Regions from separate parts of the Sander lucioperca genome. Here region 1 is linked to region 2. A link is a contact called in public Hi-C data. All regions are on one chromosome and are shown on one strand. The core of a region is the stretch at or near the end of the contact, and the rest is flanking DNA. Distances in the headings are between cores, read along the strand shown.

Region 1 (5,036 bases), core at 791-3,290, 250 kb before region 2:
TTGTCAAATTAATGAAGTTGTTTTTCTTTTTGCATCGCTTCTTTTTTCGGGGTTTGCATGCTTTTCTTTTTGCATCGTTTCATATTTGCAGTGCGTTTATGTATTTGGTTGTGTTGTGGTATTTGCAGCGCGTTTGCTGAATGCTGCACATGTGTTGTCAAATTAATGAAGTTGTTTTCTTAATTTGCTTGTGTTTTGTCTATTTGCGTGTGTTTTCTTAAGTTGCAGGGCGTTTGCCCCTGTCGGCCACCGTAGGAAACATCACTGTTGTATGATAAAATATTTGTGCGTTAGAGCATGATAATATCTCATCTAACATCAAACTCTAACTGAACAATTCATAATTTCCAGTTATCTGAGTGGAGTCTTTCTAGTGGGAACATAAAGTCATTTCTTTTTGTCTGAAGAAAAGACAACACATTTAAATGAAAATGAATGAAAATAAAACTAGTTTCCAACCTAACAATGTGTTTCAGTTTAGTTTGAGAAAGAGTATCGCAAATACATGTCACATATAAAACCTTCAATTTAATTGGATTTTTTACATGTGCTCTGTATACTGTATATTCACATGTGTACTGTACAAATGATTTATGAAGGTTGTAAGGTTCTTGTTGTACACTTACTTATCTATTTTCCTTAGGCATTAGACGTCCCTTTAGTATATACTTTTTCAAAATGATCTCTCTTTCATTACTTCAGTAAAACTATTACTATTCAATATGACGATCTCTATGATAGTGTTACAGTTCGGACACAGATGTGGAACACAATCTGAACAAGGCATCAGTTGTTGGAGCAAATCTAATTAAGTGAGAGGGAAAGATATTTATGGATTGACCCTGATGCACTGTGTCATGTAATGCACTTCCGAACAGCAGAGGGAAACTACGACCATCTTAATGGCTTGTAATTTCGGAGAGCACTCTAGTTCTTTCCTCTTTTAGCTTTTCTTCTTGGCATCCACCTCCCTCCACCTCCTCCATTCTGATCATGTTTTGTGTGTGGCAAAGACCTTGTCATACTGCCATAACTGGGATTATTAAAACTTGAATGACAAACCGGAATATTATTTTTGATTAAGAGATATACAGTATATATACACTAGCGGTCAAAAGTTTGGGGTCACTTAAAAATTTCCATTCCACTCCATTATAGACAGAATACCAGCTGAGATCAGTTGCATTGTTTTTTTAACCAGGGCAGCAGTTTTCAGATTACATTATGTGCTTACATAATTGCAAAAGGGTTCTCCAATGTTTTCTCAGTTAGCCTTTTAAAATGATATCAGATTAGTAAACAGAATATGCCTTTGGAACATTGGATGAATGGTTGCTGATAATGGGCAATGTAGATATTGCATTAAAGATCAGCCACTTCTTTCTACAACAGTCAACAACCCTTTTGCAATTATGTAAGTACATAATGTAATCTGAAAACTGCTGCACTGATTAAAAAAAAACAATGCAACTGATCTCAGCTGGTATTCTGTCTATAATGGAGTGGAATGGAAATGTCTAAGTGACCCCAAACTTTTGACCAGTAGTGTGTATACCTTACCTTCTGCTATTGATCCTTCTGCTATTGATCCTTTCATACAGATTTAAGCAGTTGTTTAAAACTATTATTCATCATTTGGGTCTTTTTAGTAGCCTATAGGCTATAATGTAACATTAATAGGTCTAATTTGGCAAAATGCCTACATATAAACTGAAAAAGTGACACTAAGGGTGTTTTATTTATTCACAATTATAACTGTCAAAAATGGAATATTGATTCAGTTGTTCCGTTTTTTTCAATAGCCTTTATGAATTAGTTTTGACTGTTCTATATTGAACTGTATTATCACACCTCGCCACAAATGTATCTCTTTGTCCTTATTTTTACTAGACCCCTTAAAATGAGACTACAGGATGATAGGCTTCTAATACAATTACGAGAAAAAACTACTAGAATAATATAAAAATAAGCTACTGTACCACTCCATATAGACTTCGAGAAGATCGTTTGCTCCTAGTACACTTCGAAGTTCCCTACATTTTTCCAGAAACCTCCTAATGGCTTTCGAGTGCAAACAAGAACTCAGTGCGCAGCTGCCCACCAATGGTTGATGCTTGGCTAGTGGATACATCAGCATCCGGCAAAAACTAGGACCAGGAATACTTTTCCTATCGCCTGTTAGTACTCAGCGTGTGTTTTTGCTTTCGCCCCCGGTGGGTGCCCCATGTGAGTATGCAGCTTGGTTGTGTTGTGTAAGAAACCCCAGAGAAAGCACTGTTGTTAAACCAGCTGTTTTGGTCAGCGAAATTAGCTGGCAGAGGCTAGCAGCGTCACTCAGCTAACATGAACTTAAAGCTAGCCAGCAAACGTCAGCGTTGGATTGTTTTGGTGGTAAAATAAGGCTTAATATACAGAGTTTGGAGCACTCGGTGATGATGAGACAACGTGTCGGAATGCCGTGGGTTCGCTAAAGGAAGCTTTTGGTAATAAAGGTTAACGCTAGCTTGGCTGATATGGCTGTGATTTGACATTTAACGCCAAGGGTATACTAATAACGTCATCTTAATTGACACAAGAACAGGTTCCAGCCTAAAGCTAACGTTTTAAAACTCCCACCTAACACTTTGAATTTAGTACGTTTATGCGAGCGTGTGTTTTAGCTGTTGCTACGTTAACAAAAGTGTAACATGTAATGTTAATTTAATTGTTATTTAGTCTCGTATTGCCATACCTATGTTATTATTAATGTGTGTAACATTTGCGCATTGTTAGTTTGCTAAAACAAGCGTCTTATGGAACTAAACTACTATCGTGCAAAAAACATTCCTGTGCTGTGCTCTCCTGCTGTGTTTTGGTTGTATTGTCGAGAACATGTTAGCAGACCGAAAGTAGAGACTGGTCCGGGCTCGCTGTTTTTGAAAAGGAGTTGCTAAACTCAGTTATTTGAACACCTGCTTAAGTGTTCGCAGGGAAGGGAAGTCCTATTTCATTGTCAAACAACTGCATGCAAATGAAATTATCTGTCCAATTCAGAGACTCTTAACACTTTAGCTTCGTGATCTGCAACAGCTGGATTAAACCCATACTATTTTTCAATCAGCTTTCCTTCTTTGTCTTCTCAGTCTCTAACAGAAAATATCACCCTTGACTTCTTATTTTTCACTAATTCAACTTTTCTTGTTCCATTCCATTGTTTGTTCTTCTTTTGTCTTCTTTTTCTTAGTCACATCCCTGAAACCAGCCTTAAATAATAATTTTTTTTTGTTTTCAAAGTTTCTTATATACAGTATAGATATGGTAGGCTATATTACCCCCCCCCCCCCCCCCAACCAGGCCTAATCCACTGGGAATTCTTTTTTTTTTTTATCTATTTTTAGATGTTTTTTTTTAAAATACAGTTTCAGTGGGTCAGCTCCTTTTTGGAATATCATATTTTTAAATCTCCAGTTAGAGTTTAGCACTGACTTAATGTTGGACCCTATGGAGTCTGTCTTATAGCTTTTTTTAAATTCTCAATTTGGCGACTCCTTCGATGATTCCGTCATCACAGAAACTATTTGGCTCTACATTAATGCTGCCATCAGTCTGTGACTGTCCCGCGCCAGGCCCCCTTGCCACTAGAGGTGCAACGATGAATCGATTAATCGATTAGTTGTCAACTATTAAATTAATCGGCAACTATTTTGATAATCGATTAATCGTTTGAGTCATTTTTTTATAAAAAAATAATATTTCTCTGATTCCAGCTTGTTAAATGTGAATATCTTCTAGTTTTTTCTCTCCTCTGTGACAGTAAACTGAATATCTTTGAGTTTTGGACAAAACCAGACATTTGAGGATGTCATCTTAGGCTTTGGGAAACACTGATCCACATTTTTCACCATGTTTTGACATTTTTATAGATCAAACAACTAATCGATTAATCGAGAAAATAATCAACAGATTAATCGACTATGAAAATAATCGTTCGTTGCAGCCGTACTTGCCACCGGGCTAAACTACTTTTCTGGGGGAAACCCTGTATATATACAATTTAGATATTCTAAGACTTCTAGAGGAGTTATATTGCAAAGATTGAAGTCAGTATGTGTGACCTAGACAGTGAACTCTTTAAATATGTCCCATGACCTTTTCGTCAAGTGAAAATGAACGCTTTACCTACTCTCACTTTAAAACACAAGAATGTACGGCACCATCAAGCAAATCCCTCTCATTAAAGCGTAATGGAAGTAAACAGTCAAGTTAGCTTCAGGTTTTAATTAAGAGAAGGAATTGCCTAATTCTATAAAAAGTAAAAAAGATGTTAAATACCTTGTGCACATGGACTGGTTACTTAGCTCTGCGTTATTAGTTTGTGAGTGTTTCTCTCACGAGCATTAGCAAACTAATCCTCTTCTCATAGCTTCTCAACATGTTATGAACGCGACCAGCAGCTCTTGAGCTGCATAACTGTTTAGTTAAAAAAAAAAAAATCTTCTAGTCAAAATTGACAAAAAAAACCAACTTTCTTTTAACAGGCAGAAACCTCGGACAGAACCTGACTCTTGGTGGGCTATGTGCCGCGACAGGTCTTCTGATTTGCAGTCTTTTTTGTTAACCAAAATACGTTTATTTCCCTCATCTTTGGACTTATATTTGCCAGACAGCATTACCTTATTAAACAGGATATCAGTACGACCAGAACGTTAGATCTAGAGATGTTCCGATACTGCCTAAAATGCTGGTATCGGTATCGGGAAGTACTGGAGTTAATGCACCGATCCGATACCACGTAATAAAGCCCTAAAGAAAATCTACGTTAAAGTAGTTTTATTTATGTTCTTTTTCCGGTATAACTGACTGTCAAACTGGATAATAAAAGAAAGGTCTGGGGCGTTCATTATTTGTGTTTGTTCATGTTTCACAAAGAGTTTAACCTGAGCCAGGCCGACAACAAAGATATAGAAATAATATCACATCCATACAGGGATAGTAGTATACAGTTGTTAAAATATATGACACACTGGTATCGGATCAGTACTCGGTATCGGCCGATA
Region 2 (4,939 bases), core at 967-3,466:
ATTTTAGGCAGTGGGACAGTTTATCTCAGTGGCTCACACAGCCAGGCTGTTTGCGTTATCTGGAAGAAGTGGTCCAGCAGCTTCAGCAACAACAGGCCTACAGGCGGGACGTCTTCATTAACCATGAGTGGAGCATGACAGCCTGCGGGGGATGATAAAGAGAACATGTCACATTTAAAAACAGCCCACTACTTGCAATTTTTTGCAAAAAAAAAAATAAATAAATAAAGACTTCTAGACTTTAGGGTCTGACCCAATTTTGATATTTTGGTGCTCAATGTTAACACCATAAACTGGCAAGGTGCATTTTTCAATAGAGCGTTATATCTGTCTCCCACATCATTTGATGTAGGGCTTCATTCACCAGTACAATTTGTGTATTTTATACATAGACTGTACAGTCTATGGTTTTATACCACAGCAATCCAAAGATTAAAAAAATAAAAACGGAACATTGACATGAATGGACTGCTGTATTCAAACTTCCCATGCAGCCTGTGTCATGTGACAGACATGTGACAGACATGTGATTGAGGAAAACAAATATTACTTATATATCCAATTTTTGGAGTGATTTGGAAATATTGTTGACAAGGGGTTTAGCATAGCGTAACAAACAGCACAGGTATTCTCCAACGCTACAGTGTCCTATTTAAGCACACTGTCCCAGTATCTGACACCAGTCCCTGCATCTCTTGTTCCTTCTCCTGTTGTTATGCACCCCCCTCCCCCCGCCACTATCAAGGGTATCACGTTTCCTGTCTTGTAGTTTCAAGTATTACACCCTTTGTTATGTGTTTGGGTGAGATTTTAACGTAAAACAATTCCAACTCAACCAGTCAAACCTGAACAGTCGGAGGAAAAAAGTGTTTCCCCATAAAGTCCAGTATATTTCCTTCCAAAAACACTAATCCTTTTATACATTTCGTTCTTATTATATTTTGTTAATTGTATTTTTTTTTTATAGCAGTGCAACATTGTCAAAACTGAAAATCTTATTTCTACTAGAAGAATCAGAATCAGAATCAGAATCAGAACGCTACTACGCTACTACGCCTATATACTAGCCTACTATATCTTTAAATCTTGTTTGAATGCCATGCAGGAGACTAGTAGGCCGAAAAGGAGAGAAAAAAAAATTACACACTCACTAACAAAGGTGGAAGAAGTATTCAGATAATTTACTTAAGCAAAAGTACAAATACCACACTGTACAAATACTCTGTTACAAGTAAAAGTCCTGCATTGAAAATGTTACTTAAGTCAAAGTATGTAAGTACCATTCAGGAAAATGTACTTAAAGTATTAAAAGTAAAAGCACTCGATGCAGAAAAATCCTGACATTTTAGAGACTGGAAACGATCTGATTGGCTAATCCTTTCAGTTGGACTTGTAGGTCTATTTATTGTTGGGCAGTTTCATTTATATTTAAAAAAAAAAATCATATTTTATAAACTACATTGTGTTTTGTGTGCAAAAATCTTAATATGTAAAGTAACTAGTATAAAGCTGTACAATATTCCTCTCTGAAATGTAGTGGAGTAGAAGTAGAAGGTGGCATGAAAAGAACAATTGCAGGCTACTTAAGGACAGTACTTGAGTAGATGTACTCAGTTACATTCCACCACTGCTCAGTGCTCACTAATTACTTGTGATACTGTAGACTAACAAGAAAATGGTCCAATGTTATTGCCGTAAAAGGTGATCATTTTCTAGAGATGTGCCTACTGTTCAGTGTTCACTAGTCAAATAGTGCCTGCTTTACATATCCGTCTCACATTACACAGCTGCACACAACTATAGGTAAGACAATGATTCGTTGAGCAGGAGCTCAGTCTCTCCCCCCGTTGGCTGGATTGTACACGTCAGCAGTCAATAAAATTGTACCCAAGATGTATCATGGTCCCATCATCCTCTTCCTGGTATGAGCGTGTTGACACATTGCACCTAGTTTGGGTAAGTCAAAATTAGCTAACAGCGGTGACATAGCTTCTTTTTTTTTCAACGCCAAATTAACACATGACTTGTATAGGCTACACTGCTTACACCGTTCGCTTTGTTCTGCTTTTTCCCACAGGTGGCCAATACAAGAGGTTGAAGCGACTGTTGTGGCAAATAGCACGCTTTTCAAGCGGAAAGACGGTCCTGCGCGAGGAAAGGCAGCCATCAGCAAACGTTTGACATTTGGGTTAAAGTCGCGCGACGTTGGACTTGTTCATTCAAGTTGGGAGTTAGGAGGAAACAGCGTTGCAAACGAAGTTTACAATGACGGCGAATGCGATAAGGTGAATGAAAGCTGTTGCCGTTGTGTTCCAAAGTCTGTTTTTACTTTTCTGAAAAAAATAAAAATGAGGTTTCGGCTGCTCAAAAGGAATCTGCTCGCGCTGTTGGGTGTTTCCTTTGTACTTGTGACTCTCCTGTTTACAACACGTGTGTTATTAGTTTCCGATAATGACGCAACTGGACTTAATAATAATAATAACGCCGTTCAGGTTAATCAGTGCACGCGCTCTGGTGCCATGGCGAAGTTTAACTTCGGCTCGCTTGCGGAGTTGACAAAGTCCGTTTACAATGCCAATTACAGGCAGTGTGTTCACAATGCGGATAGGTTCCCAGGGGAGCCTAGACTGGTGCTGGTTGTGCAGGTCCACAACAGGCCTGAATACCTCAGACTGCTCATCAAGTCACTGGAGAAAGCGGCTGAAGTCCACAGCTTTCTCCTCATCTTTAGCCATGACTACTTTTCAGAGAAAATGAACGCCATTGTGCAAGGGATAACTTTCTGCAAAGTCCTGCAAATTTATTTCCCCTTCAGCACTCAGCTGTATCCCGATGAGTTTCCTGGAAAGGATCCGCGGGACTGCCCTCGAGACATATCCAAGGACAACGCTCTCAAAACAGGATGCCTGAACGCAGAGCACCCGGACTCGTATGGACACTACAGGGAGGCGTTCATCACTCAGACAAAACACCACTGGTGGTGGAAATTGCACTTTGTGTGGGAGCGAGTGCAGGCGATGCAGGGCTACAGTGGCTTTGTAGTCTTTCTGGAGGAGGACAACTACATCTTACCGGACTTTTTCCATTTCTATAAATCAATGATGGAGTTCAGGAAGAGCAGCTGCCCGGATTGTGACATGCTGTCCTTAGGTAACCACAATGGACTGACAGATTTCACCACACTTTCCAATAAGGTGTTGACCACTGGGTGGATGTCCACTAAACACAACATAGGCATGGCCATCTCCAGGGAGATGTACTACAAACTGATGGGCTGCAACAACGAATTCTGCACCTACGACGACTACAACTGGGACTGGACGCTGCAGCACCTGTCGGGAACCTGCATATCAAAGCCCGTCAAAGTGCTCGTGGCACAGGGCTCCAGGGTTCTCCACACGGGAGACTGTGGCCTTCACCAGAAGGAGAACTGCAGGCCAGAATGGGCCTCACAGAAAGTAGAGGAGAGCCTTCTAGCGGCCAACAACGGCCTCTTTCCGCCGTCTCTTGTCCTTAATGGTGCAGAAGGAGTGGAGCACAAGGCGCACATGAAGAATGGAGGATGGGGGGACGTCCGAGACCATATTCTATGCAAAAACTACGCCAAACGTCTTTGAACTCCCAACTTTTCTCTAAGTCATATTCGTCATTGGTATTCTGCAAATGTGCCATTCATTCATAACTTTTCAGGGTTTCAGAGGCTGCAGTGGGTTGCGTTTTTCACGCGGGAGTGTGCTAATGCTCTCTTCCAGCAAGATCTTCCAAGAAAAGGGACCGATTCAAATCCCCAAAAATGCTGCTGGTACACAGCTAGACTACAGCTTGTTTTGTATGTTTTTAATCGCCAAAGCTGCAAAGTTGCCAAAGACTACTTTTTTTTTTTTTTTTTAATTTGTGTTGTGTTGAATGCAGGCAATCATGTTGCCAGGTTTGTTTACTGTGTCTCTGGGTGTCTTCACAAGCCAAAACATTAGATTTATTGCAGAATGATGGGGATTAAGAGTAAACTATGACACACACACACACACACACACACACACACACACACACACACTAATTTGCAATTTTATTTGCAAATATATTTTTTCTTGACTGGGAACGTTGCACAGGATGTAGTTAATACGCAATTTATTCCCAACAAGTTCAGTGTGTTAGTGTGTGATGAATGCCTGTCTGGCATTTCTTTCATGACCCATTCAGCTGGAATGCTTTTGCATGTGCTCTTTTAATGGTACGATTTTTAAATTGCAACAACAAAAAAAGACTACTGTACAGACGTATAGGTTTAATTTAAAAAAAAAAAAGTGTAAGACAATCTTAAATAGAATGGGGAAAGTTGTAGTTTATACAGCTGTAGTTTATACAGCAACTGTCTTTTTTTCAAGTTGACCATTGACTATAATGTCAACAAATGATTTAATGCATATAATGGAATTTGTGTTACTTAAACCAGGGGTCTTTTTCTTTTGAGGTGAGGTCAACTGGTACCACTTACTTAATCAGTCTCCTACTCCCCACTGTAATGACCCCTGGTTGCAACAAGAGAGCTGGCTTGATGTTGATTTTTAAAATTTTTTTTTTTTTTTCTTCTTTTGGTTGTGACTCTTATTTGTTTTCCGATAGGTGGAAAGTGACCTTTTGGAGTCTTGTTCAAGATCCTTTTGTTCTGCAAACATCAGGGGGATCTGTGATTCGGCATTCCTATATTTGCACCTTCTCTGTTAAAATTTATTTTGGGATATTACATCCAAATGAAAACGGAATGAATTGTTTTGGGGTTTTATAAAAAATGTGTTGTTCCTTTTTTCTGGCATTCACTAATAATCCAACTATAGCTGAAGTTGTGTTATTTAATTTGAATTAGTTATCAACACAAGCATATTGATGCGATTATTGCCTTTTTTTAAAGCTGACCAAAAGTGCCTTGATTGTTATTTGT

What was found. A called contact is a pair of places that touch in the nucleus more often than the background predicts.
Region 1: a Hi-C map of liver shows a contact between it and region 2, with 4 times the contacts expected there. The contact joins the promoter of disp1 here to the promoter of LOC116047014 in region 2. A contact is called at or near these places in 2 of 2 Hi-C or Micro-C datasets (liver and muscle).

The regions. Positions count from the first base shown.
Region 1 is chr9:15,102,786-15,107,821 of SLUC_FBN_1.2, reverse strand. disp1 (protein dispatched homolog 1) reads left to right here and starts at 2,040. Exons shown (of 13, transcript XR_004104289.2): 1 at 2,040-2,226.
Region 2 is chr9:14,851,665-14,856,603 of SLUC_FBN_1.2, reverse strand. LOC116047014 (alpha-1,6-mannosyl-glycoprotein 2-beta-N-acetylglucosaminyltransferase) reads left to right here and starts at 2,216. Exons shown (of 1, transcript XM_031295500.2): 1 at 2,216-4,939. The coding sequence starts at 2,349. The coding sequence ends at 3,617.